Regions from separate parts of the Zea mays genome. Here region 1 is linked to region 2. The links are chromatin contacts, called in public Hi-C maps. All regions are on one chromosome and are shown on one strand. The core of a region is the stretch at or near the end of the contact, and the rest is flanking DNA. Distances in the headings are between cores, read along the strand shown.

Evidence for each region. Hi-C and Micro-C count contacts between places; a contact is called where the count stands out from the background.
Region 1: a Hi-C map of endosperm shows a contact between it and region 2, with 2.2 times the contacts expected there. The contact joins the promoter of LOC100276938 here to the promoter of LOC100285588 in region 2. A contact is called at or near these places in 5 of 25 Hi-C or Micro-C datasets (ear, endosperm, leaf and 2 more).

What each region holds. Positions count from the first base shown.
Region 1 is chr8:103,921,691-103,928,110 of Zm-B73-REFERENCE-NAM-5.0, forward strand. It overlaps LOC100276938, which reads left to right and starts at 2,177. Exons shown (of 6, transcript NM_001150629.3): 1 at 2,177-2,593; 2 at 4,514-4,640; 3 at 5,154-5,296; 4 at 5,483-5,545; 5 at 5,641-5,706; 6 at 5,822-6,190. The coding sequence starts at 2,423. The coding sequence ends at 5,899.
Region 2 is chr8:103,753,905-103,760,457 of Zm-B73-REFERENCE-NAM-5.0, forward strand. It overlaps LOC100285588 (ATP binding protein), which reads right to left and starts at 4,450. Exons shown (of 5, transcript NM_001158479.2): 1 at 3,776-4,450; 2 at 34-492. The coding sequence starts at 4,168.

The DNA of each region.
Region 1 (6,420 bases), core at 927-3,426, 170 kb after region 2:
ACAGTCCAGCCGCAAGTGTCTCGTAGCTCTGCGCGCACAGAGCAGCGAGAGGGCAGGTGCCTCCGAAGCCCTTACCGTTCGAGACCTTGCACGGGGATCGTCAAATAGGTTTTTGGGGAGCGTCTACGCGACTGCCCAAAACATCTTCTTCTTCCTGGCGACATGACAAGAGAAGCTGGACAAGGATCAGGATCCTCGGAGCGCATGAGAGGGTATGATCAATTCAGTTCCTTACTATTTTACGTTCTGCAGATTATATATGTTTCATATATTCATCTCTGTTGTTTCATATGTAGTCATAGAATTATCCAAACTGTCCTGTTATATTATATCATGACATGTCTGATGTCTGTTCATGCTAGTAATATGTTATATCTGTTTGTTCTAATTTTACAGTCATGTTGTTTATGTTGTTATCTGTTTATTTCCAATTGTTCCGTCAGTTTACATGCTTATTATATTTATATGATTTATATGATTCATAAGATTTATGTTTTCATGATTCATATTGTTATGGATATATTTGAGATCACGATTTTTATGATTAATTATCTTTTATATGTCATCATCATAATGTTAATTTATGGAATTAAAATGATATGGAAAATGCCTATAATTCTAACAGTATATAGAAGAAAACATAAAAGTATAGTTATGACATCTCTAATGATACTAATTTGGCATTATAAAATTCGACGTCCTGTTTCTAAACTAGACTATTTTTTTAAAAAAAATAGACAACTCTAAGAATTAATTTACTAAAGAGCGAGGGAATAATATATAAGCAGCTGTGTTGACGCGGATCTAGCCGCCAATCATTGGGAGCTGTTCTATTTGGCGGGTTCTCTGTGGCGACGCAGACGATCCGCGGTCTAGGGTCGAACGGTCCGCGTCCTGGCGGCAGAAGCTGATTTCTCTACATCGAGTCGGACGGTCCACACGTGGTGGCCAGACGGTCCGTGCGTGTGCAGGGACGGCTGCGTTCGCCAACAACACCTGGATCTCGCTTCCCGGGAGGGACCCCGACAGGGAGGAGTGATCCTAGGTTTTGTCTTGGGGTCGGTAGACCACTCAAGACGTCTCTAGACGACATAAAGTCGAAGAGATGTGAAGATTGAGAAGAAGAATGCTACATTCTAGCTACTCCTAGGACAAAAGCAGATGAATTGATAAACGTATTGATTGGTTCTATTTTTGGTGCCCACAAGCGGTCGTACCCCTTCATATATATGCTTTAGGTAGCTCATCACCTTGCAAAGTCTATAACATATATGCATTACCAGATATTACCTACATGACTCTGTAAGGCCCTTCCCAGCTTTGGGACCACTTGCCAAACATCCGGTCCTGCTCCTCAATGGCAAGACTGTTTTCTGGACCGTTTAGTTTCCTTTATTTATTTATTTCTATAAAGACATTATATTTATATAATAAGTTTTGTGACATTGGTTTATATACACTGACTGATTATATGTGTGAAATTTGATCCTGACATATATATGCGATGTATCTGGGTTTGTCCTTAAATCCGAGTGTTATAGTATAACATATGTTTATAAGTTTATACTTATATTATCGTGATATTTTTTGTTGTAACGCATGGATTTTTATCTCATATGTTTATTAGGTGTCATGTTATATTATGTCCGTAGCAATGCATGATCGCATGAAGCAATAACTATCATAGAAGAAAAACAAAGTCCCAAAGATCTTATGATTTTAAAATATCAAAGTTCTGGATCTAAGATAAACCTAAAAAAAACTAGCATAAGCCGAACCGTATAATCAATTGAGGGATATGTCATAAGATAATGAGCACAATAATTTAGTGGGCCATCAGCACGCGGTCTAGCAAGACCAACCAACTATCTCATCCCTGCTTTGTGGCGCTACCAAATTCAAAACCATTCGAACAAGAGCCCGAATATATTGCTATACCTTCTATTTTAAGCTATAAGAGTTTTGCCTTTTCTAGATATATACTTTATATGTATATAGATAGATAGATATAAATGTAGATATTTATAAGAATTTTTTCAGACATAGTTTTTTACGATATATCTAAACATGCATCGAGAAAAAAAAAATCTAAGCCACGCGTCCCGCTCTCACTGGCTGGCGCCTGCGCACTGGGATCCATAGCAGGCAAGCGTTGTAGGGTACTAGCAGCGGGCCAGCAGCACAGGAAACAGGAAAAGCAAGAAAGTCATACACATACACACACGCATCCGCAGCACTCCCTCCTCGGTCCCTCCTCTGCTTCACACAGACCAGTGCGCGCTCAATTCCCCCCTCTAGCGCCTCCACCGCACCAAACCGGTCCAACGGGACCTATGCTCTAGCCTCAGAGCAAACCACCGCCTGAATTGTGCGGCAATTGGGGGAGGATTCGCGGCAGGCAGGGCGCGGATCCGTTGGCGGGATGATTGCGGCTGTCAACAGAGTGCCGGCGGGCTGGGGCGAGGATGAGATGTCCGTGCTGCCACGGCACACCAAGGTGGTGGTCACCGGCAACAACCGCACCAAGTCGGTGCTCGTGGGATTGCACGGGGTCGTGAAGAAGGCCGTCGGCCTCGGGGGATGGCATTGGCTGGTAATTCGCTGCTCCCACCTTGCAATTGCCGGTTCTTTTTTATCCCAGATCTTGCTTTGCTGCAATGCGAATTGCTTTCCTAGTTGTCAATTTCGGGTTTTACTTGCCCCAGAGCTTCGATCAGGTCCGGTTTGGAGGATTTACCCCCAGTTTAGCTCGGATTGCTAATTTGGATTAGTTTATTGAAGTTCAGATCGGTCTTGTTTTCTTTACCCGTTTTTTCTTTCTAATTCTAGGTTTGAATTTTTGCTGCGCTGTTGTACCTTGCAGTTTGATCCAGCATTGGACTATTCCAAATATCTCTCCATCTAGATTGCAGTATTGCCATCAAATTTAGTCCTAAGATTATCTACTCCCAATTTTGCTGTTCGAACTTTCCCCAGCTGCTTGCAGTTATTCATACAAAAACTCAGATCTTGGTTCCTCACTGTCGCTGCATTGTTCGCGGTCCTGATTGCACTGCAGAGTTTCATTTTTGTTTGATCTGTATTTGAATTGGGCTGTCAGCGTCAATTCGGAAACTGCTCGTCGCGGACCATCATTGCTTGTTGCGCTTAGTATCTAGATTTGAGTCTGGCTGTAGTCTTTGCTGTCCTTTTAGGGAATTTGGATTGAGCTGAAGAATGCCGTTGGCATTGGCTTGTAATTCGCTGCTTCCACCTTGCAATTGCTGATTTTTTAATCCCAGATCTTGTCTTGCTGCAATGTGAATTGCTTTTCCAGTTGTTCATTTTGGGTTTTAGTTGCTCTAGAGTTTCGATCAGGTCCGTGTGTGGAGGATTTAACCTAATTCAGATCGATCTTGTTTTCTTTTCCCTTTTCTTCTTCTAATTCTGGGTTTAAGTTATTGCAGCAGTGTTGTACCTTGCAGTTTGATTCAGCATTGGACTGTTCCTAATTTTTCTCCATCCAGGTCACAATATTGCCATTAGGTTTATGCTGATCTCAAATTTTCTATTGAAATTTTCGCCAGCTGCTTGCAGTTATTCAGACGAAAACTTTCCAAGTTGCATGCACGGTATTTCACTGTTCTTGCATTGTGCCAACACAATGTATCGGATTAGGAGGTGTTTGGCGGACTAATTTTTAGTCTCTTTATTTTAGTCCATAAATTGCTAAATATTTCTAAATTTGACAATTTAAGAATTAAAATGAATAAAATGAATGGACTAAAAATTAGTGTATAGACACTGAAACAACCCTTTAGTCATATTTGTTTGGCTTTAATCCAAACAGTCAATTTTAATCTAAAGCGGACAATCCGTTAACTTGATTTGTATTTATCCTTTCTGTTTCGCAAAATAGTTTGGTATTTATCCCATCCAATCACTCATTCAGACAACCATCGTTGTCTCGACGAGCTGTTGAGTTCACACCCCAAACTCTTTTCAGCCCAAACTTGACAGTACGAATTTTTGGGTAATTAACAATATTATATTATGTGGGCATTTTTTGGTTAAATAATGCTAGGCTAGACCGCTAGAGTCATAGGTCTGTAGATGAAATCATGTTTTGCTGATTTCCAGCAATATGTCTGGTTCTAGTTTCAAACTTCCAATATACAAACTGCTTAGGTCGCTGTCGTGTGCATTGGCTAATTAAATGGTTCACTGATTTAGACATCTTATCTCACGTGATGTTTTGGCCCCATTTGGCAGGTTATTGTTATTCGCTAGGTGTTTGGATCCCACCACCACCACACTCGGCACGCACACCACCACTCATTGCTGTTTTAATATTTATTCTTTAGCCCTTTATAGCCATTATATATACATCTCGAATTTTGTGCTAAATTTTTTGCTTTCGAATAAACTTTGTGAATTGGCATGATAGAAGTCACCAACTTTTATCAAATGATACTGGCTTTAAGTTTGCGCTTATTCCTAAAAAACCTGATGTTCATCTGCTCTCAAATTCCAGGTCCTTACTAATGGAATAGAGGTAAAGCTGCAGCGGAATGCTTTAAGTGTGATAGAACCTCCGACTGGCAACGAGGATGATGATAAATTTGATTGTGAAAACATGCAGTGGAATAGTTCAGATATGGGTAAGCTACCAGGATTGTATTTTTTTTTCTTTTGCAAATCACAATGTTTTGTTTGTTTCACAGTTCGTGTCTAGAACTGTTTCTTATATAATTGATTCCCCAACGTGTTTCATTTCAATTCGAGCAAACATAGTTCTTGGTTTTATTTGTACATTCGTGAAGACCGAGTATCACTCACTCTATGTACTAGTTTCGTCAAATTTCTACCATACTGGTTTGGATTGCACAATTCATCAGCAACTAGTAGAAAAAAGAATCCGAAATAGTCACATCCATCCAAGACAAACACAAAAGTTCTAGAGACATAACGTTCCTTATAGGGACTAGCATTGCATTTGATTAAATAACATCCGAAAGATATCTAAATGCCATAAGGGTCATGGACCTGTACAGATTGAATTTAGATTGAGGCTGAATTTAGATTGAGGCACAGTTTTGTTGTTTCCTAACCATGTCCTGCAACTTGGTCACATGCGTCTGAAATGCTGCCTTCTTTAATTTTCTTTCTTGCAGCCTCCGATGATGCACTATCACCAAAGCCACAGCGGTCACGGAGCAGGCAGCATAGGGGTTTCCACAGAAAATCCATCAGCCGTTCAATGTCATGTGACTCCCACTCCAAGACGTCTGTTTCATCTTCCTCAAGAGCTCACACGGTGCGACTTTCGCTTCCTTGGGTTGTGGACTTGACATCATTTGGTTGGAATCCAACAATCACTTTACAGTAATCTGTGTTGATGACTTTATATCTAGTTTTGCTCAGTCGTATTATTTTCGGACCACATGTCCACATTGCTTCTGCTGCTTGTATCTTTACATTCTTTTGACCGGTAACACTGCAGAAAGTTGACCTAAGCAAGCTAGAACTGACTGCACTGCTGAGATATTGGCGTCACTTCAATCTCGTAAGTAGAGCTCAAGTTCCTAGATAAGCCTCTATTATCAACTGCAAGTATCCAATTATGCTTCGTTGTTCTAACTGACTGCATTTGCTGAACAGGATGCATGTCCTAATCCATCCAGAGAGCAGTTAGTTGATGCTGTTCAAAGGCACTTCACAGCCCAGGTTGATGAAACAAATTTAATTTCTGACTCCAATAACTTATATCATTACGATGTTATTAGGTCCTGACAGTCTGCTTTGGTGTGTTAATTCCAATTTGCTTTTGCCCATGCTGAAGCAATTGGATGAGTTGCAGGTCATTGTCGGCTTTGTGCAAGCTGCAAAGAGGCTAAAGACGACTATGAAAGTGGCCTGACTGTGAAGCCTGAACTTCAACTAACAGATTCAAGAGAGGATGTAGCATGTTTGATGAATGTTGCCGTGCTATGTAATATATATGCATGAAGTTCTTTAGATTCAGGTGGCTAGGTTAATGGACAACTAGACTATGTTAGCCTCATCTGATGTAGATATGCAGTATCCTGTCTAAAGATGTTTCAACCTCTAGCTCAGTTCTTTCCTGCTGACTGGATGTGGATTGAAATGACAAGTTTAAAACAAGTTATTTTGTCATCCTTTTCGATGTTCCAACATTATATTTAGCCCATGCTTTAGCCCAAATTGCATGCAGAACTAATTAGGAATGCAGAATATGGTGGCTAGATGTGTCAGAAAATTACCGAGTCTCATGGTAAAGCCCTTCTGCAATAGTAGCCGAGAACTGTTTAAATGAGCCTGTGGAAAAAAAAGACTTGAGTAATGGCTTGAAAAAAGCAGTAGCACCGATCTTCATCAGGTGGAGCTTTTGTAGCAATCTCGAATAGTTGAATGCTTTTG
Region 2 (6,553 bases), core at 3,200-5,699:
CTGAAATAGCATTTGAAAGAATGATTGACCTACCATCCTATCACTGAATACACTTCTTTCCATCAGTCTGAGAGGCTTTATTCCAGCTTGAGATTCCCTTTCTTGCATGACTCTCGTCACAAACACATAGTTTTGAAAAGTGTATGCATACCTATGTGGCTCAGCGTAGAAGGCATCCAATATATTGAAGTGATCAGGGCCAACATCTTGCCACTTATCAATAGGCTCAGGAACTATCTCTACAAGATCACGCAGTTCAATTGTCTCATTAGCTATTCTTTGGAGGAAAGTGGTTTTCCCAACGCTGATATTCCCTTCCACACAAAAGGTTAGCCTCTTCTTCTGAGTGGGTTTAGATGAATCTGTATCTTTCAGCTCCTCATCAATACTCTCTTTAATGAATGAGGTTATACTCTCAGCATGATTCTTATGTACAATGCCAACAGAACACTGTAAGAATTCCACCATCTGCCCACTAGACTTGCCAAAGAACTGCACATGCATGCAAGCAATTAGTAAAGCATAAAGTGGTTCTAAATCGAGAGAAAAGTGTTTCAAATGGAGAAAACTGTTAAATTTACACAACAGCATTAACAAGAAAAAAACGAAAGATTTATGCAAGAATTTCACTGGAAAAACACAAAATTCGTGAAAAAAATAACATACTCCAAACAGCATGATGCTCTAAGCTGAAAGTGTTCCCGTATCATTTGTAAACCTACGACATCACGTAAGCACTTTAACATCTATGGAATGTTTTCAAGTCGGACGACTTGCTGGTCGTTCTGGCTAACCGACTAGGGTGATTAATCGCGATTAATCAAGATTAGTCGGACGACTTGGGTGATTAATCGTGATTGGTCCAAACCGACTTGGAATCGCGATTAATCGGACGACTTGAAAACATATTATATGCAACAATTGCAACTTAACAGCATGAATTTGTTTACTTCCACCTACAATGGAGAGATTTGACATTACGAAACACGACGGATGCGGCTTCAACGAAATAGAGGCTCAGGCGAGGGTTTCTCCATTATAGAAAAGCTGGACATAGCCAACACTCTAAAATGGACATGCCAACTCTATTAACGGATTCAGAGCAGTATTAGTCTCGTTGAAACCGGGTTCCGTCCCAGCGCCGTCGTCGTCAGTTCTCCTCCATCCCCGTCGCGTCCTCCATCTCCGGCGCGTTCTCCTTCGCGCGGAGCCATACCCGTCGCATTCTCCACGACCTCGACCTCGTCCTCTTCGTCTTCCTCGTCGGCCTGCTGCTCGGTCTCCGGCTGGTCGCCGCTCCTCCTGTACAGCTCGTCCAGGGCAGGGGCGGCCGTGTCCGCGAACGACAGGAGCAGGGAGATGGAGAAAGCTGGGCCAGCAACGCGATATTCATTGCCGAGCAGGGTCACGCGCCCGGCAAAGATGACCGACGCTGAGGGCAAGGCGCAGCCGCCAGGGCGCGCGACACAGGGAACTGGAATCCGAGCGTGAAGGAAGAGCTGGGGCGTCCATGGCGAGGGAGCAGAGACGGCGCGCAGGACTGAATCCGAGCTGGAGCTCGTGGCAACCGGCGAGCAGAGAGGAACTGGGGAACCACGGCCATGGAGATGAGCGAACACACGGCCAGCAAACTGGAGCAGGAGTGAGGGAAGCCATGGGATTGTGCAAGCGCAGAGGAGGAGCAGGGGCGGTAAGCCGAGCAGCTTGCAGAGGATCCGGCAACGCGCGGCCATGGCAAGGGAGCCACCATGGGCGAGCATAGGAGCGAGCCAGGAGCTCCGCGAGCGGGATCCGAGCAGGGAGCGCGGCATGGGGAAGCCGCCATGGAAGCAGGGGAGCGGCGAGGAAGCTCCATGGCCGACAGCTGAGGGCGATTCCGAGCAAGCTCCATGGCCGACAACAACCTAACAAATTCTGATTTCTCGTCCGCTGGCTCAGCCACCCATCTGCCCACTCGGCCTTCGGCCTTCGCTGGATGTTGGAACATGGAACAGAACAGATAGCGAGCAGGCGGCCATACCTCTACCACGGAAAGTACGATGAGATCTAGAAAACTTGTTTTGATTTTGTGATTGGTTTTTTTGGTAATTTTATGGATCCGTGCATGGTAGTTGAATGATAGCGTGATTTTTTGTTAATTTTTTCCTTTGCTTTTAGTCGAGGTGTGGTACAGGATGGCATGACGTCATGACCCATTAGAACTGTCGACTGGATCCCAGCTTTTTTTTTGCCTGCATCTAATTGGATCAACCTTGATAGAAGATCCTGCATACACAATTACACGTGCAGCAGGCATGGTTGGTTGGTTCAATGTACATGTTGCGAGAGCAGAAACAAACAAAGACCGGAGCACCCTAGCTGCTAGCTACTCTATGGCGAGGGAACTGGAATCCGAGCGTGAAGGAAGAGCTGGGGCGTCCATGGCGAGGGAGCAGAGACGGCGCGCAGGGCTGAATCCGAGCTGGAGCTCGTGGCAACCGGCGAGCAGAGAGGATTTGGGGAACCACGGCCATGGAGATGAGCGAACACACGGCCAGCAAACTGGAGCAGGAGTGAGGCATCAGAGGAGGCACGAGGGCTATGGAGTTTGGGCTAGTGGCTGTTGCAAGGACGAGGAAGACGACCAGAGAAATTTGCGCAGGAAGAGAAGAGGAGAAAAGAACGACGGCTTAGGAGAGAGGTAACGGATGTAGACGACGTGAGTATCCATGATTTTAATCAAAGAGGTTACCAAGTAATAGAGTGTTCTTGTTCGTTTTAGCGAGTGGCCTATTCCCTGCTTTTCCATATCAGCTAATCCCTCGCCTACGCCTCCAAAACGTCGAAGCCGCACGTGAGGATCTCCATAATAGCAAATTTCTCCCTACAATGGACATGGATCCTTTACAATTTTGACTGTTTGAAATACTCAAAAATGGACCTTGTTTTCTTTAGAGCCTGCTTGGATCCCATGAATTGAAACCAACATCTGGAAAGTGCTTCTCATTTATTATTAAATTATTTTCAATTCCACTCAATTCCTGAGAAACAAACAGGGCCTTAAGAGACTTCAAGATAAGGGGATTGATGATGCTATTGTCTCAGAAGACCAATAATTCCAAAACTGAAATTAGAACATTTTTTATTAGCATGACATGTTCCTATCATTTGATTTCAATTTTCACATATGCCTGGATGGGCAGACCGCAGACCTGGTGTTAGAGGCTACCACATGAGTTGGGCCTCAAGAAGGAATAAACCGAGGCAAGTCTTCCCACCACAAATGTGGAGATGCTGCTAGGAACCCATGACCTAGTGAGCTCTCGCCACTGCACCAGGCCTATCCTTCCTCACATATGCTTGGTTACTTACAAAATAAATAAACTAGAGACCCTCTATTTGCTACTTAAATATTTTACACTGTTAATTTCTTGCAGAAAGGATACCTTTCAGCATACAGTGTGTAAGTGTGCACAACATGATATTCAATATTTTGATTTGTACAACAAAGCATAGGTATAATGTATGCTGTAGCAACTAAAACTGTTATTATTAACCAAGGTGAAGCACAAAGGTAGGCACGTGTACTAATTGTGGAAACACGGCCATTTTAGGTGTTCTTTTAAGTAACTAACAAAAGGGTTGTGACCGAAATTATCTAACAAGTGTAGGCTTTCTCTGATGCAATATTATAACCAATATAACAGTGGCGCAGCGTAATGCCCACGCCCTGAAGCAAACGAAATCCTACTTGTAACACACAAACTAGCAAATGGCGAAACACAAGCAAGTGCACCTTGTCCCTGTAGAGCTGCTTGAGCTGCGCGACGCCCTCGAAGCCATTGTCCACGAGCTTCCTAAGGTTGCGCGGCCCCACACCAGGAATCCCCAGTAGCTCGACGCTCGTCCCCACCGCGGCGGCCGCATTCCCGCCCCTTATCCTCCTCTCCGATGGCACGCGGCTCCCGCCTCCCCTCCGACCCTCCTCCGCCTCCGCGTAGTCGTCCGAGCCACACCGCCTGGCGTCCTCGGCGGAGCAGAACAGCGCCCTCCGCGCCCCGGCCATGCCGCCAAAGCGCAGCCACGACGGGGACCGCGGGCCCGGGCGGAGCGCTGGGGAACCACCAAGCCGGAGCGCAAAGGGCATGGCAGCGGCGGCGTCAGTGACGGTGAGGGAGAGCCTGGGCATCGACGTCGGCGGCGGCGGAGGTTATCAATGTGGCTGGTCGCTAGGGTTTTTGGGTTGGGGGTTTTGGTCATCCCTTGTGAGCTGTGGGCTGTCCAGGTCCAGCTGTGTCATCGGGGAAGCAGGAGGGGAGCAGCCGAGGAAACTGGTGGCCACTCCGCCACTGGCCTAGGTGCGCGGGGATGGATGGCGAGTGCGCCCTCCCGTCCGTGACACGCAGGGCCGGGCCAAGCAATTGTTTGTGCGGGAACGGTGGGGCTTGTCGCCGTTTTGCGTTTTGCCGCTGAGAGGGATTTAGGAACGGTGGGCTTGCACGACAACTTGTTTCGGCATCCGATTTGAGCTTCTATACCTAGGTGGTATTGGGATGTGTAAATACTAAGGTGCTATTTGGTTCATATATTTATAACGTGAAAAATATATGATAACATTAAATTATATTTATTTAAGTTTCACCATAATCAGATATCACACTATAAACTGATACCGTCATATAAAAATTTGGCACCACTGGTAATCGAATCTCTACTAACTATTAAGAGCTCAACGTAGACTGCCCCCGCCCCCGCTCGCCCGACGTCCGGATTCCGCGCCACCGCAAACCATCCGCAAACCCCGCCAACCCGCCCTACCTCCGGATTCCGCGCCGCCGCAAACCGCCAGCCATCCCCGCTCGCCCGACCTCCGGATTCACCGCCAGCCAACCCTGCCCGCCAACCCCGCTCGCCCGACCTCCGGATTCCTAGCCGCGGAAGCAGCAGCAAGTGCGACCATGGTGGGTGGCGCCGGCGGGCGGGACCCGCTCGTCGCCTCCGAGATCCACGGCTTCCTCACCTGCGCAGGTCGCCCCGCCCCCGCACGAGGGCGGCCTTTTCTCCCTCCGTTTTTCTCTTCTTCTCCTTTGGTACTCCCCAACCCGCCCTACCTCCGGATTCCGCGCCGCCGCAAACCGCCAGCCATCCCCGCTCGCCCGACCTCCGGATTCACCGCCAGCCAACCCTGCCCGCCAACCCCGCTCGCCCGACCTCCGGATTCCTAGCCGCGGAAGCAACAGCAAGTGCGACCATGGTGGGTGGCGCCGGCGGGCGGGACCCGCTCGTCGCCTCCGAGATCCACGGCTTCCTCACCTGCGCAGGTCGCCCCGCCCCCGCACGAGGGCGGCCTTTTCTCCCTCCGTTTTTCTCTTCTTCTCCTTTGGTACTCCGATTCTGTTGCTCGTCTTGGTCCTGCATCTCTTCTTGATGTGGTTGGATTGAGCTCTGGAGTCTTAGGGCTGCTGTCGTCTGATGCCTGGAACTCGTAGGTTCTTCGAAGTTTCGCGGCTGCACACGCGTATTTGCTCATTTTCCTCCATATGAGCCTATGCGGTGTCCTGTTAGAAGTTGTTTGAGCTCTTTATGCAGTCGTGTTGCTTGATTGGATTGGAACAGTAGTGGTATTTCTGTACTTCTGTTGGAAACTGATCGAATGCACTGTGGGCGTTTGGCTGCTCAGTTTTCTTAGTTCACTTCACCTCGTCAACTGATTTTTTTCCAGCAGTTCCTTTCGCCAGATTTTTTCTGTGCTCGGTTTAAGCACTTATTAGCTTATACTTTATACTTGGTGTTTTTGTTGCTCTTGTTGTCCGTTGTTTAATGATCTGCCATGCTGAATCGGGTACGGGAAGGGCCTATAAAAGACAAGGGAGGAGAGACCGGTTCGGCTTTGCTTGTTGGAAGACAGAGCAAGAACAGAGGTACTGTTGCACCGAAGTCTTCATCCAGGCCACGCAAACAACCTTTTCATTCGCATATAAGTCACCAGGAATCCTGAATGGCCACCTAATGCGCTGTCACGGCATGCTGCTATCAACTTGTTTTGGGGAGTAACATTGTGCCCAATCCATATATGATTTTTATAGCGCAGAACACCGTCCACCAAAGAGAAGCTAGGAACCGATGAAGGGGCGAGCAACAAATGAGCCTTGAGACGAGCAGCGAAATCATCCTGATCATAGCCAGACTCCACCTCTAGCAACCAGTGTGGTGTTGCTGAAGAAATTGTAGCACAAGACGCATCATGAGAAGGTTCGCGGAAGAGTGCGTCGGCCACCCGATTGTCCGTTCCACGCTTGTACACAATACGATAATTGAGGCCCAACAACATGGAAAACACCCGCTGCTGCCAAGCAGTATGAAGGCGCTGTTCCGACAATTGTACCAAACTGCGTTGGTCGGTATGGATGATGAATTCCTTGAGTTGAATATATGCACGCCACTGAGACAAAGCCATAAGGATTGCCATATTTTTTCGTACGTTGATAGGCCTTGTGATTTAGGACCAAGTGCCTTACTGATGAAGGCAATAGGGTGACCATCTTGAGTCAACACAGCACCAATTCCAGTCGCA